2 separate regions of the Pan troglodytes genome follow, and region 2 is linked to region 1. A link is a contact called in public HiChIP or PLAC-seq data. All regions are on one chromosome and are shown on one strand. Each heading gives the region's core, a stretch centred on a gene start, on an enhancer-like site or on the middle of the called end of the contact. The rest is flanking DNA. Distances are from core to core; before and after follow the strand shown.

Region 1 (6,494 bases), core at 3,542-6,041:
CCACGTCACCTGCATATCCCAGCCAGGTGACAATGGACACGTGGCTTCACCTCTGAGCTGTTTTCCAGCTGTACTGGGCACCTTCCCCCCCATCACCCTGACTGACAAGGTGTTAACAATAACGGACACTCCTCTACCTTCTGCTACTCTCTGAACAATACTAAACTTCCATCAAATGGATTAATCCCAAAGGTAAAGTACTGGAGGCAGAAAGGTAGTATTTTCATACCACTTTCATTTGATCTCATTTAGAGAGTAGTTGAGGAATAGAGAGAACTGGGTTTTCTCTGGGATTATAGTTAGGCATTGCTTAATGACCGGGACATGTTCTGAAATACGCGTCATTACACAATTTCGTCATTGTGCTATCATAGAGCATACACACCTGACCCTAGATGGCGTAGCCTACTCCACACCTAGGCTATTTGGTATGGCCTGTTGCTCCTAGGCTACACACCTGTACAGGATGTTACTGTACTGGATGTTGCAGGCAACTATAACACAGTGGTATTTATGTATCTAAATGTATCTAAACACAGAAAAGGTACAGTAAAAATATGGTAGTATAATCTCATGGGACCACCATCAGATACACCATCCATCACCGACAGAAACATGGTGATGAGGCACATGACTGTACCTGCAGCCCCCGCTGTGAGGTCAATGGCAGCCTGGATAGCAGGATTGGATTTCATGTTTGCCCACTCTTCTGCTGGTCTTGTGGAAGGCAGCTCTCTGGAGCTTATGACAGGCACCACATATCCCTGGGGGGAGGCAAGAGTTCACCATTAGTCCAAGTCTGCAGCATCCTGTTCTCTAGGCCTGCAGCCAAATTACAGAACCTAAACTTCTGGGAGCCATGACCTGGGGTCCACACTGTTCCAAAGGAAAGGAGCTCAAGGTATCAGTGCAGCTTAGCAACTGCCCCCTAGAAAGCTCACAGATCAAAAACCTCCCCTGTGTATCAATGCTACAGCCACCAGCAGCACTTCAACTGACCTTTCTGAAAACTGAAAAAACGAACACCAAATAAGTAAGCCAACCACAGGTGTACCAAACCGCATCAGACTTGTTTTTTTAGAGGCCTATGTTGAGCCATCAATTGAACAGGCTCAGTTCTAAATTCAGACAGCAGCCTGTGCTGGGTGCCTAAGGGGATCTCACAAGACAGTAGGTCTGGAAAAGAGCACCCAGGCAGCCAAGGGTGGGAGCTGCACCCTGGGATCACACATGCCTTGGTGAATGCCTGCTCTACCTGCAGCGTGGCTCCTTCAGCCTCTACAGCTGGGAGTCCTCATCTGTACAAGGTGAATAATAAAAATATTATAAAACAAACGCAGTCACAAATAGCCACATCAGACTGATGGGACGCCACACCGTGCACAAGCATCATGTGTTCTTAGAACAAGGCCCTGCACAAGCATCTTCCTGTCACACACATCTTCCCGTCACCACAGTCCACCAGCCCTTCAAATGTAAACATGTGCAGGAGTAGCCTGGGGGCCTTGCTAAATAAAATGCAGCCTCTGATTCAGTAGCCTTGGACAGGACCAGAGATTCTGCCTGTTTTGATGAGTTCCCAAGTGAGGCGGACAATGCCAGTCCACAGACTCACACTTTGAGATACAACACCTGCGCCGTTGTGTCCAAATCCACTTGATAACCTGGAGCACTTATTAAATATCCAAATTGCCAGGACTTTCTTCTGGAAATCTTGATTCGGTATGTTTTGGTTGGAGCCTTGGGCATTTGGGAAAACTAGAATTTCTTTCTCTCTCTTTTTTTTTTTTTTTTGAGACGGAGTCTCGCTCTTCCGCCCAGGCTGGACTGCAGTGGCGCTATCTCGGCTCACTGCAAGCTCCGCCTCCCGGGTTCACGCCATTCTCCTGCCTCAGCCTCCGAGTAGCTGGGACTACAGGCGCCCGCCACCATGCCCGGCTAATTTTTTCTATTTTTAGTAGAGACGGGGTTTCACCGTGTTAGCCAGGATGGTCTGGATCTCCTGACCTCGTGATCCGCCCGCCTCGGCCTCCCAAAGTGCTGGGATTACAGGCGTGAGCCACCGCGCCCGGCCCTTTCTCTCTCTTTAAACAAAAGTCAACTACTGTTGAGGCATGGGCTTAATAAATGTTGACTAAAATATCCAACTCAACAACCAATCCTGTACAATTTTCAAACGGTGTTAGTAACTTATTTGCAAATAATAAGGAACAACTTATTCCTCATCACACTGAGGAGCTGTGTGACCCATCGTGCTGGATCAGAGATGAACACCAAACGCACTCCTAACACCAATGTCACCCTGAACGTCAATAGGAAACACTGGCCATGGAGAAGTTGTTTAAACCTCTTGAAGCATTTTGCCAATGACGAGACTTCAATAATCCTCCTTTATTTACAAAAAATTTAAAACCAGTGGCAACAACAGCACATTACTTAATAAAGCAACTAAGTTAGAAGTGCAAGACACTGATTTATATGCTGTTGATAGGTCTGGAGAGACAGGACCATTCACTAGGCTGAAAAGGTGGTGGCCATCTGGTATCTTCCTAAAAAAGTTTATCAGGGTCCTGGCCAGGCGCGGTGGCTCACGCCTGTAATCCCAGCACTTTGGGCCGGCTGAGGTGGGAGGATCACGAGGTCAGGAGTTTGAGACCAGCTTGACGAATATGGTGTAACCCTGTCTCTACTTAAAATACAAAAATGACCCCAGTGTGGTGATGCACACCTGTAGTCCCAGCTACTCAGGAGGCTGAGGCAGAAGAATCACTTGAACCCGGGAGGTGGAGATTGCAGTGAGCCGAGATTGTGCCACTGGACTCCAGCCTGGGCAACAGAGCGAGACTCTGTCTCAAAAAAAAAAAAATAATAATAATAGAAAATAAAAAATAAAATAAATAAATAAATAAATAAAAAGTTTATCAGGGTCCTAATCCTTTCCCAGAAGGCAAACTAAAGCCTGGAGCAAGACAAGGTCTTCTCCAAGGCCACACAACTGTCAGTGACAGAGGATTCAGTTCAAAGTCCTGTCTTTGCAGGCCTGTGCCTACAAACCAACCCTTAATCTGAGTATTTCAACCTGGCCAAAGGCAACACAAAACACCCAACCCTATATTTTAGGGAAAGAAAAAAACGGGGGCAACTGAGAAGACAGACAGAGGCAAGTACAATGTGGCCTCCTAGATAAACCTCAATGCGCTTATTTCTTTTGGCACAGACACTTCCTTCTTAATTTTGAAGGAAAGTCACATCACATTACATTCTATCTGTCCATAAGAATTAAACCCTGTTAGGTGAGCCAAACTTAAACACATTAAATTCTACAAATAGGCCAGGCACAGTGGCTCAAGCCTGTAATCCCAGCACTTTGGGAGGCCAAGGCGGGCGGATCACCTGAGGTCAGGAGTTCGAGACCAGCCTGACTAACATGGAGAAACCCCGTCTCTATTAAAAATACAAAATTAGCCTGGCGTGGTGGGCCATGCCTGTAATCCCAGCTACTCGGGAGGCTGAGGGAGGAGAATAGCTTGAACCCAGGAGACGGAGGTTGCGGTGAGCCGAGATCGCCCCATTGCACTCCAGCCTGGGCAACAAGAGCGAAACTCCGTCTCAAAAAAATAAACAAATAAATTCTACAAATAGCCACTAGAATTATTAGGATAGAAAACGATGATGGGTACTAACAGATTCACTCAGAAGGAGTGGGCAACTAATTCACATTATGTGTAGCTCTGGCTTGGAGAAGACACAGGGCTTGGAGGAGGCATGACTGTTCAGCATGAATTAAAATTGATTTATGAGCTTGCTGTAGCACTTGGAATAGAAAAAAGAATCTTTTCAGCGCCTTTGACCCCTCTCTCAAATTACACCAGGGTGCAACTGAGGAACAACAGTGCCGACCACCCACTTTTCTCGACCCTTGGGGAAAATAACTTTTTTTTGGAAGGGAGAGTCAGTAGATGAGGCTGCATTTTCCACCAGGGAACACGAACTGCTGCGGGAAGATCCCAGCTTCTGGCTAAAGCTGGGGCGGTAGGAGCCGCAGGCCAGCTCGCCATCCAGTCCCCAGAGCCCGGGCTTTAGGTAAAGCGTGGAGATGCAAATCAGTTTCGCCGCCAAGGACCGGCCAGGCGCGTCTCCTCCCGGGCCTCGCAAGGAACAGGTCAGGGAGACGACTTCCAACTTTCTTTGCCGGACCCTAAACGTTCGCCGCCCCTGCCCAGCCGCCCACTCCTGGGCAGCCAGCAAGTCTCCATTCACAAGCGGCTCCATGCTGCCCAGCACTGGCGCCCCTGAGGCGCGGAGCCCCGCAGCCAAATGACACGACTTGGGGGCAAACAAGGACAAAAGTTCCCACCAGGTGGGCACTGCGGGAAGGAGGCCGACGACCCCGAGATTCTCCGAGTCCCGCGGCACGTGCGCTGCGACGCTGGCCGCTTCCCCCGCCGCTCGGGAAGGTCACGCCGCCCGGACACCGGGGCCCGCCCGGACACCGGGGCCCGCCCCGCGCCCCGCGCCCCGCTCCCTCCGCCTGGCGCGCTCCCCGCAGCTGCAGGCGCCAGACCGGGCTGCGCTCACCGCCGCGCCGGCGTGGCCGCGTCCAGCTCAGGCTCCGCCGCCCGCTCTCGGCTCCGGGTCGCCGGCTGGGGCGGCCACTTAACACCCACGTCGGCAACGGCCGGCCCTCCGCCCCGCCCTTCGCGCAGGCATCCCGGACTGCGGCCCCGCGAAGCTCAGGAGCGCCCCTGCGGCTGGGGGGCGGGCTGCGCAGGGCCGCGCCCGGGCGAGACCGGGAGCCGCCACCGCCCACCGGCCCTGCCACCGCCCCCAGCACGGGAAGCGGAAGTGGGCGTGGGGCCGCGGCGCGCACAGCCAGCCCGCGACCCGGCGTGGTGCTGCCGCCGACCCTGGTGAAGGTGGAGAGCGGGGCCTGCGCCTCCGGAGACTTTCCCACCTGTGGGATCCCCGAGACCCTCTCTGAGGCCGGACCCTTGTTAGCCCGCTGGGCTGGGACTGGGGGCTGGGGGCTGGTAACGTCAGTGGTTGGGAGGACTTACTTTTTAGCTACTTTGACCTTGTTGGGAGGCTAAGGCCTTATTTATAAGTTATATTTGAGTACAAAATTATACTTGGGATCCAAGGCCCTAATAGGAAATGCAACTAAGTATGAAAATACAGGAATTAGCCGGGCATGGTGGCTCACGCCTGTAATCCCAGCACTGTGGGAGGCCGAGGTAGGCGGATCACCTGAGGTCAGGAGTTCAAGACCAGCCTGGCCAACATGGTGAAACCCCGTCTACTAAAATTACAAAAATTTCTCCAGCGTGGTGGTGCGTGTCTGTAACCCCAGCTACTAGGGAGGCTGAGGCAGGAGAATCGCTTGAATCTGGGAGGTGAAGGTTGCAGTGAGCCAAGATTGCATCACTACACTCCAGCCTGGGCTACACAGCGAGACTCTGTTTCATAAAAACAAACAAACGACGACAAAAAAAAAAAGGTGTGGTGACACATGCCTCTATTCTCAGCTATTTGGGAGGCCAAGGCGGGAGGATCGCTTGAGGCCAGGAATTGGAGGCCGCAGTGAGCTATGATGGCACTGTTGCACTCCAGCCTGGATGACAGAGACCTCATCTCTCTCTCTCTCTCTCACACACACACACACACACACACACACACACCCCCTCCACACAGTGTAATTTTATTTTACAACTTTAAGTCTTGTTTAGATGTGCTGTTGGATTATTATTTTTTTCTTTTTTTTTCTTTTTTTTTTTTGAGACAGAGTCTCACTCTGTCACCCGAGCTGGAGTGCAATGGTGCAATCTCAGCTCACTGCAACCTCCCCCTCCCAGGTTCAAGCGATTCTCCTGCCTTAGCTTCCCAAGTAGCTGGGATTACAGGCATGCGCCACCACACCCAGCTAATTTTGTATTTTTTAGTAGAGACAGGGTTTCACCACCTTGGCCGGGCTGGTCTCGAACTCCTGACCTCAGGTGATCTGCCTGCCTCGGCCTCTCAAAGTGCTGGGATTACACGTGTGAGCCACCACGTCTGGATGTGCTATTGGATAATTACCTACGTTATTTAAGTGATTTAATTGGTGTTAGTGCTTAACATGAATGCACACTTGAGTAGACCTCCCAGGCTGTAGTAGATGCTATGATGGGATCAGAGTGCCTGGTACATGGACACTCATCAGAATCAGCACTTTAGAACTCGGGCTTCTGGACCGTAATCGAGTTACAGAAACAAGCCAGGGAGTTGGGATGACTTGTCCAAAGTGATGGGGAACATAACTAACTGAAAGCAGATCCAGCAGCTGAAACTACAGTTACAGCAGCTTAAAGGGGTTGGCAATATCACCTGGTCCAATAGCTTTTGCAGCTTAAGAAAATGAGACCCAAAGGAACCCTGATTAAGGACAGACTTGGCTGGGTGTGGTGGCTCATGCCTGTAATCCCACCATGTTGGGAGGCTGAGGCAGGAGGATTGCT
Region 2 (6,222 bases), core at 3,544-6,043, 270 kb before region 1:
GAAAGCTGTTTTTATTAGAGGAATACCATCACATGTTGATGACTGCAACCACTAGGTAAGATCAACAACTGAGATCTGCTATATGCCTGGTTTAAGGAAAACGGATTTGATATGGAAGAATTATTCACAAAACCTTCCCAGTTTAAAACCTAAATTCAATGACAAGATAGATGCAGTCTAGTTAAATAAGGTCTTTCATCTGGAACTTCCTTCTAGTAGTAAATATCTGCCTTCTAATAGTAAAATCTGCTAATTGTCCACAAAAGGCTAATTCACTACATATTCACCCATATAAATATACAAAACTCATAATTTTGACCATACGGACACAGTGAATTGCAATTATAATGCAAGGCCTATTTTTAAATGAATAGTGTCTCTTAGCCAAATAACTAGAATACCTAAAAAACTCAAAGTGTCTCTGAAATGAACCACTTACCTAGGACAGAGCTAGGATTAGGTGACCACAAAAGTAGTATGGCTGCTATGAATGAAGGTGTTAAAAGATAAAACATTAAAAGTACAACAAAAGGGCATAAGCAAACTTCCATAGTCTAAACAGGGCTATGATGCATAATAAAAGCGCTGAGAGTACACTGAGTTTATAATCTCTTTATGGAAGCAATCAAAGCTTACTTAGCTTGACCTCTGATGTTACTTTTAAAACATGCTGGCTGCTTTTTTTTTTTTTTTTTTTTTACCTGACTCTAAGCCAAGTCTTTTCAAATCCTCTTGGTATGCTTTCAGGGCAGCTGCCTCCATTGCAGCAAACTCCTTTGATGCCTTTTCTTCTTCCTTTGCCTTATCCAGGCTTTTCTGTTTAATCTATGTAAGACATACATAACAGTGAAAGTGAGATAAAGGACTGACATTTGCATAGAAAAATTAGCAAATAAACAATCTAAATTACCTCACTGATCCTTTTTGCCACATTTTCCTTATGATTCTTTCCTCTTTCATGAAATTCAACACTCTTGAAAATGAAAAGAGAAAATACAAAAGAAAACTACATAAACATCATAAAATTCATAGTAAACATAATTTTCTCATAAACATGAGAAAATTAAAATTAAAATGAATGGCAGAAAAGATGAAAACATTAATTTAATGCAAATTGGCCCTTTTAATCAAATGATGCTAGGGAACTACATTGTTTATTATTATGTCCTCTGACTAGGTTTCCTTTGGTTCTTAAAATAAACCATGATGACCTTATTAATGGAGAAAAATACAAGGTACCCTTGATGACTAATCTAGTGACTATGATTGTAATGAGGACTCAAACATGACATGAAGCCAAAAGACTGGGGAAAAAAATCTTAAACAACTTTCAACATCAAAAGCCTTTAGAATTTTATTGCTCTATTTGTCACAAGGAGGGACATAGAGAACAATGATTTTATTGCTTTATTCCTTAAAATTAGGAGAAAAGTATGTATTTTAAGATTCCTCGTAAATTATAAGCAAACACTTTTATACAATGTGGTAATGGTTCAAAATGTACAACTTCTATGGAGGATAATTTGGCAATATCTATCAAGACTACAAATACATTTACCCTTTGACACAGCAATTTCATTTCTGGTAATTTATTCTATAGATATACCTGCACATGTAGAAAATCATGATATACACAAGCTTACTGACTGCAGCACTATTTGCAATAACAATACGGTATCCATCTCTAAGGGACTGACTGGTTAAACTATGGTACATTCTCATAGTCTACTGTAACAGAGAGAAAGAAGCTCTTTATGTATGGATACAAAGGGAGCTCCAGTTACATACTGTTAAATTTTTTAAAACTAGTGCAGAATAATATATACAGTACATTACCTTTTATGTATGCTGGAATAAGAACTTGTGTCTACATGCATGTAGAAACAATGGAAGGATAGGCAAGAAAATGAAAAAAAAAATGATAACCTATGGGGATTAATGGCCACTGGATGACTGGGGACAGGGGCTGGTGAGTGAGTGCAATTATCTATTTAAACAATCAGAAATGCTCCCTAAATTACAAGTTTCTAGTTAAATGCAGTAAGAAATTCTTCGCAAGCTCTGCAAAATAAGTTCTGTCAATCAAATCTTACATGATGCATTAACTGAGCTATTTTAAAATACTACCATGAATTCATCTTTAAAGTGTGACTTTGTAAAGCAGATAATCCTGTTTTTCATATATTGCGTTTCCTAAAGTTGATTACACTACACAAAGAATACAATATTAAAGGACCATTCAAAATTAAATTAATTTTGTTTCTAATTAAAGGTTAAATCAATGTGTATTACCAACTCAAGAAGATAAAGACAGACTACACTGGAAGGGATTACTTACTCTAGATAACTCACAAAATTCATTTTACAGCCTAGGTACCTCCAAGAAAGAGAGACTTTAAGTGATCTGTGTGGTTTTAAAAATTCATGGTATTTATTTATAAGGATAGCCTAGGTAAAATAGTGAAGAACTTTAGCAACTATCCAAAAAGACCAAAACATAAAAAAAATCCAAATCCTAAACATCTTGCAGGTAACAGGAAATAAATGTCTACAGAAGAAATCCACAGCATTGTTAAAATATGAGACTACTATTCTTTGTGCATCCAACTTTGCCAAGTAAAAACGGTATCAACATAAAATATATTTAACAGATACCCTAGTGTTTATGTGGTATGTACATAGTATTTTGACATGCAAGAGGGGAGAAAAATCAGCAGTGTGCTTTTTGCTTTACATCTTCAAAACTGGATCTCAACTATGAGACAGACTAACAACATACCTAACAGAGTTGTTACTTTGTTTCATGAGAAAGGAAATAATGGTGTTCTTTCAAATTTAAGCATCTAAAGATACACAGCTCTGCATTAAATACACTTGATTATTTCTAGACCACAAAATATACAAGAAAAACTAAACATGTTGCTTTTATTTTTTAAGGGCTTTCCACAATTCTTTGGGTATGACAGTATTATGAACACCACCATTATAATATAGGTGCTTCATAACATGAATGATATGACCTACTCATTGCCCATTTCCCAAAAGGCCACAGAGAAATAATTTAATATATAATCAAAGTTAGGTTGATGAAAAGGAAGAAGGCTCACAGCTTTCATAGGGGACTGAGAAGACAGAAATCTTCTGATGTTTTGAAAATGCAAGAGCAATGTACATAAAAGTGCTTTGTAAACTGAGTTTACATCAAAAAGGAGCACTTCATTCAACACAATTATTATTAGAATCTCTAACAGCGGAATTATCATACAGGCCTATTGTCTGCTATCCAGCACTTGCAGTAATCACAGAATTTCTTTGGCTGTGACTTCCAGTAGTCCGCCCTGAAAAAGAGGGAAAACAAGGCTAAGCTCATGTAAAACTTAAAAAAGGTTAAATTCTGCATGCTTTACAGTTTTTAAAGTTTGAAATATATGCCCCTGCTACTGAATCTTGTCTTGTTATGTATAGTCGTTTTATTATTTATCTGGTTGGAGCACAGTCAATTGAAATTCTGTTGCCAGCAGAGTAGAAAAAGTCTGTATCTGATACATTACAAAACTCCCTTCAATAAAATGGCTTTCAAAAATTCCTCACTTGTTATCGTCATCGTTATGAAAAACTAAGGAACATCTTAGAAGAACATTTATCCTTTCTGGCTTTGGGGGAGGTTGATGTAATGGAAACCTGAAGAAACTCATAAAGTTTGCCTTAAATCAAGTTATTCCCACCAAGAGAACAACGTACAAGACTACTCTGGGGAAAACTGTAGTTCCTCCCAAACTATCAGTTAAAACAAACTGTTCTTGAGCCTCAAGGCAAGAGAGAACTGGAAAAGCCATGGGACTTCGTAGACGGCCGACCAAAAAAAAAAAAAAAACAAAAAAAAACCATTACGCTATCCAGGGCTGGCCGCTTCCAGTGGGCGGGGGAGGCCGCAGCCCAGCCCTAGTTTCACAATACCCTAGGGTTCAGGGGCTTCGGAGCCCCAAGGGGTGCGTGCGACCCCCGACAGCGTCGTAGAGAGAGCACTGCGTCGCTTCACCCGCAGCCGTCCAACCAGCCCCCTGAACCGGCCGCCGGCCTCCCCCTAGAGCCCGTGCCCCATACCCCAGGGCGTTCAGCGGGGTAACATTTCTACCCCGCCCTGAGAACCGGCCCTGCAGGTCTGGGGCCGGTCCCGAGCGAGTTAAGAACGCGTCTGTCACGCCCCCGGCCGAAGGGCGGGAGGAGAGGAGGGGAAGACCCGGGCGAGAAAGGGCGGCCCAGAGAAACAACACCTCGTTGTTCAGGGCCTGAGACCCAACTCACATGACTGCGCCAGCCGCTCTGCAAGTCGTCCAGGGTTCCACTCAGACTCGCGCTTTCCCAGCGGGACGAATCGTGCTCTTCCAGCCGCCCGATGCCCACCCGAACCTCCCTCCGATCCAGACACCTTACTCAGTCCCCGGGACCAGCGTTCCGCTGTTCCCAACTACGGGTGCCCAGACGATCCAATCCGCGTTCGAAATCGCCTCCTCTCCCCTCCCCCTACAGGGGCGGTACTCCCGGCTCCAAAGAGGTGGGGTCGGTATAAAGGGGTTGAGGTCACCGGGAAGGGGTAAAAGCGCGACGGGACCTGAGCTGAAGGACAGGATCTCAAGCCTCAAGTCCCTGCGCCATCCCGCCGTCTCTGTGTCCTCCCTTGGGGCCCAAAACCTCCATCCTCCTTCTAGGCTCGCTGGCTCAAGGCCAAGGAGCTCAGCGCGCCGCCTCCGCCCGGAACGCAAACAGCTGTTCCCAGAGACGTCGCCGCTCTCAACTTTGCCAACTACTCCGCACGCACTTTGACCAGCGGAGCAACCGGGACCTGTGGGTCGGGGTCCTCTGGCGGAGTTAAAAAAAAAAAAAAGAGGTGAAACTGCGGGACCGGCGCTGCGAGTCGCTAGGCTTCGCCTCAAACTTTGCTGTTGCAGCGGAGCGGCCCCGCCCCTCCTCTCCCCTACGACGCCCGCGCGCTCGGATGGAGCTTGTTCCCTAGCTCGGGAGCGCGTGGGCAGCAGCAGCAGCGGCGGCGGCGGTGGCGGCGGCAGCAGCTTCAGTAGCGCAGAGGCGGCGGTGGCGAGAGGTGCGGCAAAGGAGGCAGAGGCGCTTATCCTTGTCAGGTGGGTCACGGCAATTTCTCGTAGCACTTCCCATATGGTCTAGCGGTTAGGATTCCTGGTTTTCACCCAGGCGGCCCGGGTTCGACTCCCGGTATGGGAACGCTGCCTTATTTTTCTTTTTTTGCAACTATCGATTTGGAGGGCTGACTTCTTAAATCTTGTGTTCTGGCTCCTTTCTTGTCCCCCTGTCTGGGTGAGTTTGTAGAAAATAAGCATTACTGTAGTTAGTGGCGCCTGGAGCTGGGCTGCGGCTTTTGGAGCCTCGAGTGCCACGCCGTGCCTGCTGGAGAAGCGAATGCGCTTCGGATCCTTCTCCCTCCCGCCTCCGGCTCACGGGGCTGGTGGGCCCCGAGGGAGTTTCACTTTCCCCTGGGCTGTTCCCCCGCCCCTCCGGCCCGTAGTTTTCCAGACGCCCGGGAGGTGATGATTAACTCCGGCCTTGCGTTATCTCCTCCCAGCGCCCCCCTCCGGCCCACACCCTCTTCAGCCGCTCTTGCGACTCTTCCTGTGCAGGACGGGCTGACCCCCCTGCCCTGGGCGCCCCGGAGCCCGCGCCCGGACCAGTAGCTCTAGTGGTTCTCTGGCCGCAGGGTATTTACGAGGCCCCACGGAACACAGTGTGCCTTCCGCGCCCTCCCGGGGGGACGCGCTTTCCCGGCCGCGCAGCTGCCCGGCGCCCCTTTCCGCCGCGTGTGCGCTCGCGTCTCCACCCGCGGCGCCTGAGCAAGCGCGAGGCTGGCCCGGGAGGTCTTCCCAACTTGACTTAAGGGGTGCTGGTCGCAGTCACGGAAAGTACCCTCGAAAAAAGGCCTTTGGGAACGAGAATCTTTTTTCTTTCCTTTTAAAAATACACACCACGAGCTATGGAGGAGAAAAATACCACTCTGATGAGATGGCTTTGAATAAGTATATCGACTTTCCAAAGGGTCTAACATTTTGAGCGCCGTTCATTTAAAGAAAAAAATTGATTAAAACAACAGCAAAACATCCTGGGGTGGAGGTGGGGCTTGGGAAAGAGAAAATTGGCTGGAGACTGGGGAGGGGACGTTAAAACAAAGTTTCACTGTATTTTTAAATATAGAAG

The links. HiChIP or PLAC-seq counts read pairs in DNA pulled down with a chosen protein or histone mark.
Region 2: an H3K4me3 HiChIP or PLAC-seq map of stem cell-derived excitatory neurons shows a contact between it and region 1, with 3 times the contacts expected there. The contact joins the promoter of WBP4 here to the promoter of SLC25A15 in region 1. A contact is called at or near these places in 1 of 7 Hi-C or Micro-C datasets (stem cell-derived neural progenitor cells) and 1 of 1 datasets of contacts at active chromatin or transcription factors (stem cell-derived excitatory neurons).

What each region holds. Positions count from the first base shown.
Region 1 is chr14:39,885,421-39,891,914 of NHGRI_mPanTro3-v2.0_pri, reverse strand. It overlaps SLC25A15 (solute carrier family 25 member 15), which reads right to left and starts at 4,791. Exons shown (of 7, transcript XM_054664899.2): 1 at 4,579-4,791; 2 at 641-764. The coding sequence starts at 695.
Region 2 is chr14:40,152,718-40,158,939 of NHGRI_mPanTro3-v2.0_pri, reverse strand. WBP4 (WW domain binding protein 4) reads right to left here and starts at 4,793. Exons shown (of 10, transcript XM_016925231.4): 1 at 4,306-4,793; 2 at 3,266-3,338; 3 at 911-973; 4 at 702-825. The coding sequence starts at 4,307. It overlaps ELF1 (E74 like ETS transcription factor 1), which reads left to right and starts at 4,543. Exons shown (of 9, transcript XM_024348533.3): 1 at 4,543-5,138. It overlaps TRNAE-UUC (transfer RNA glutamic acid (anticodon UUC)), which reads left to right and starts at 5,167; the gene lies at 5,167-5,238.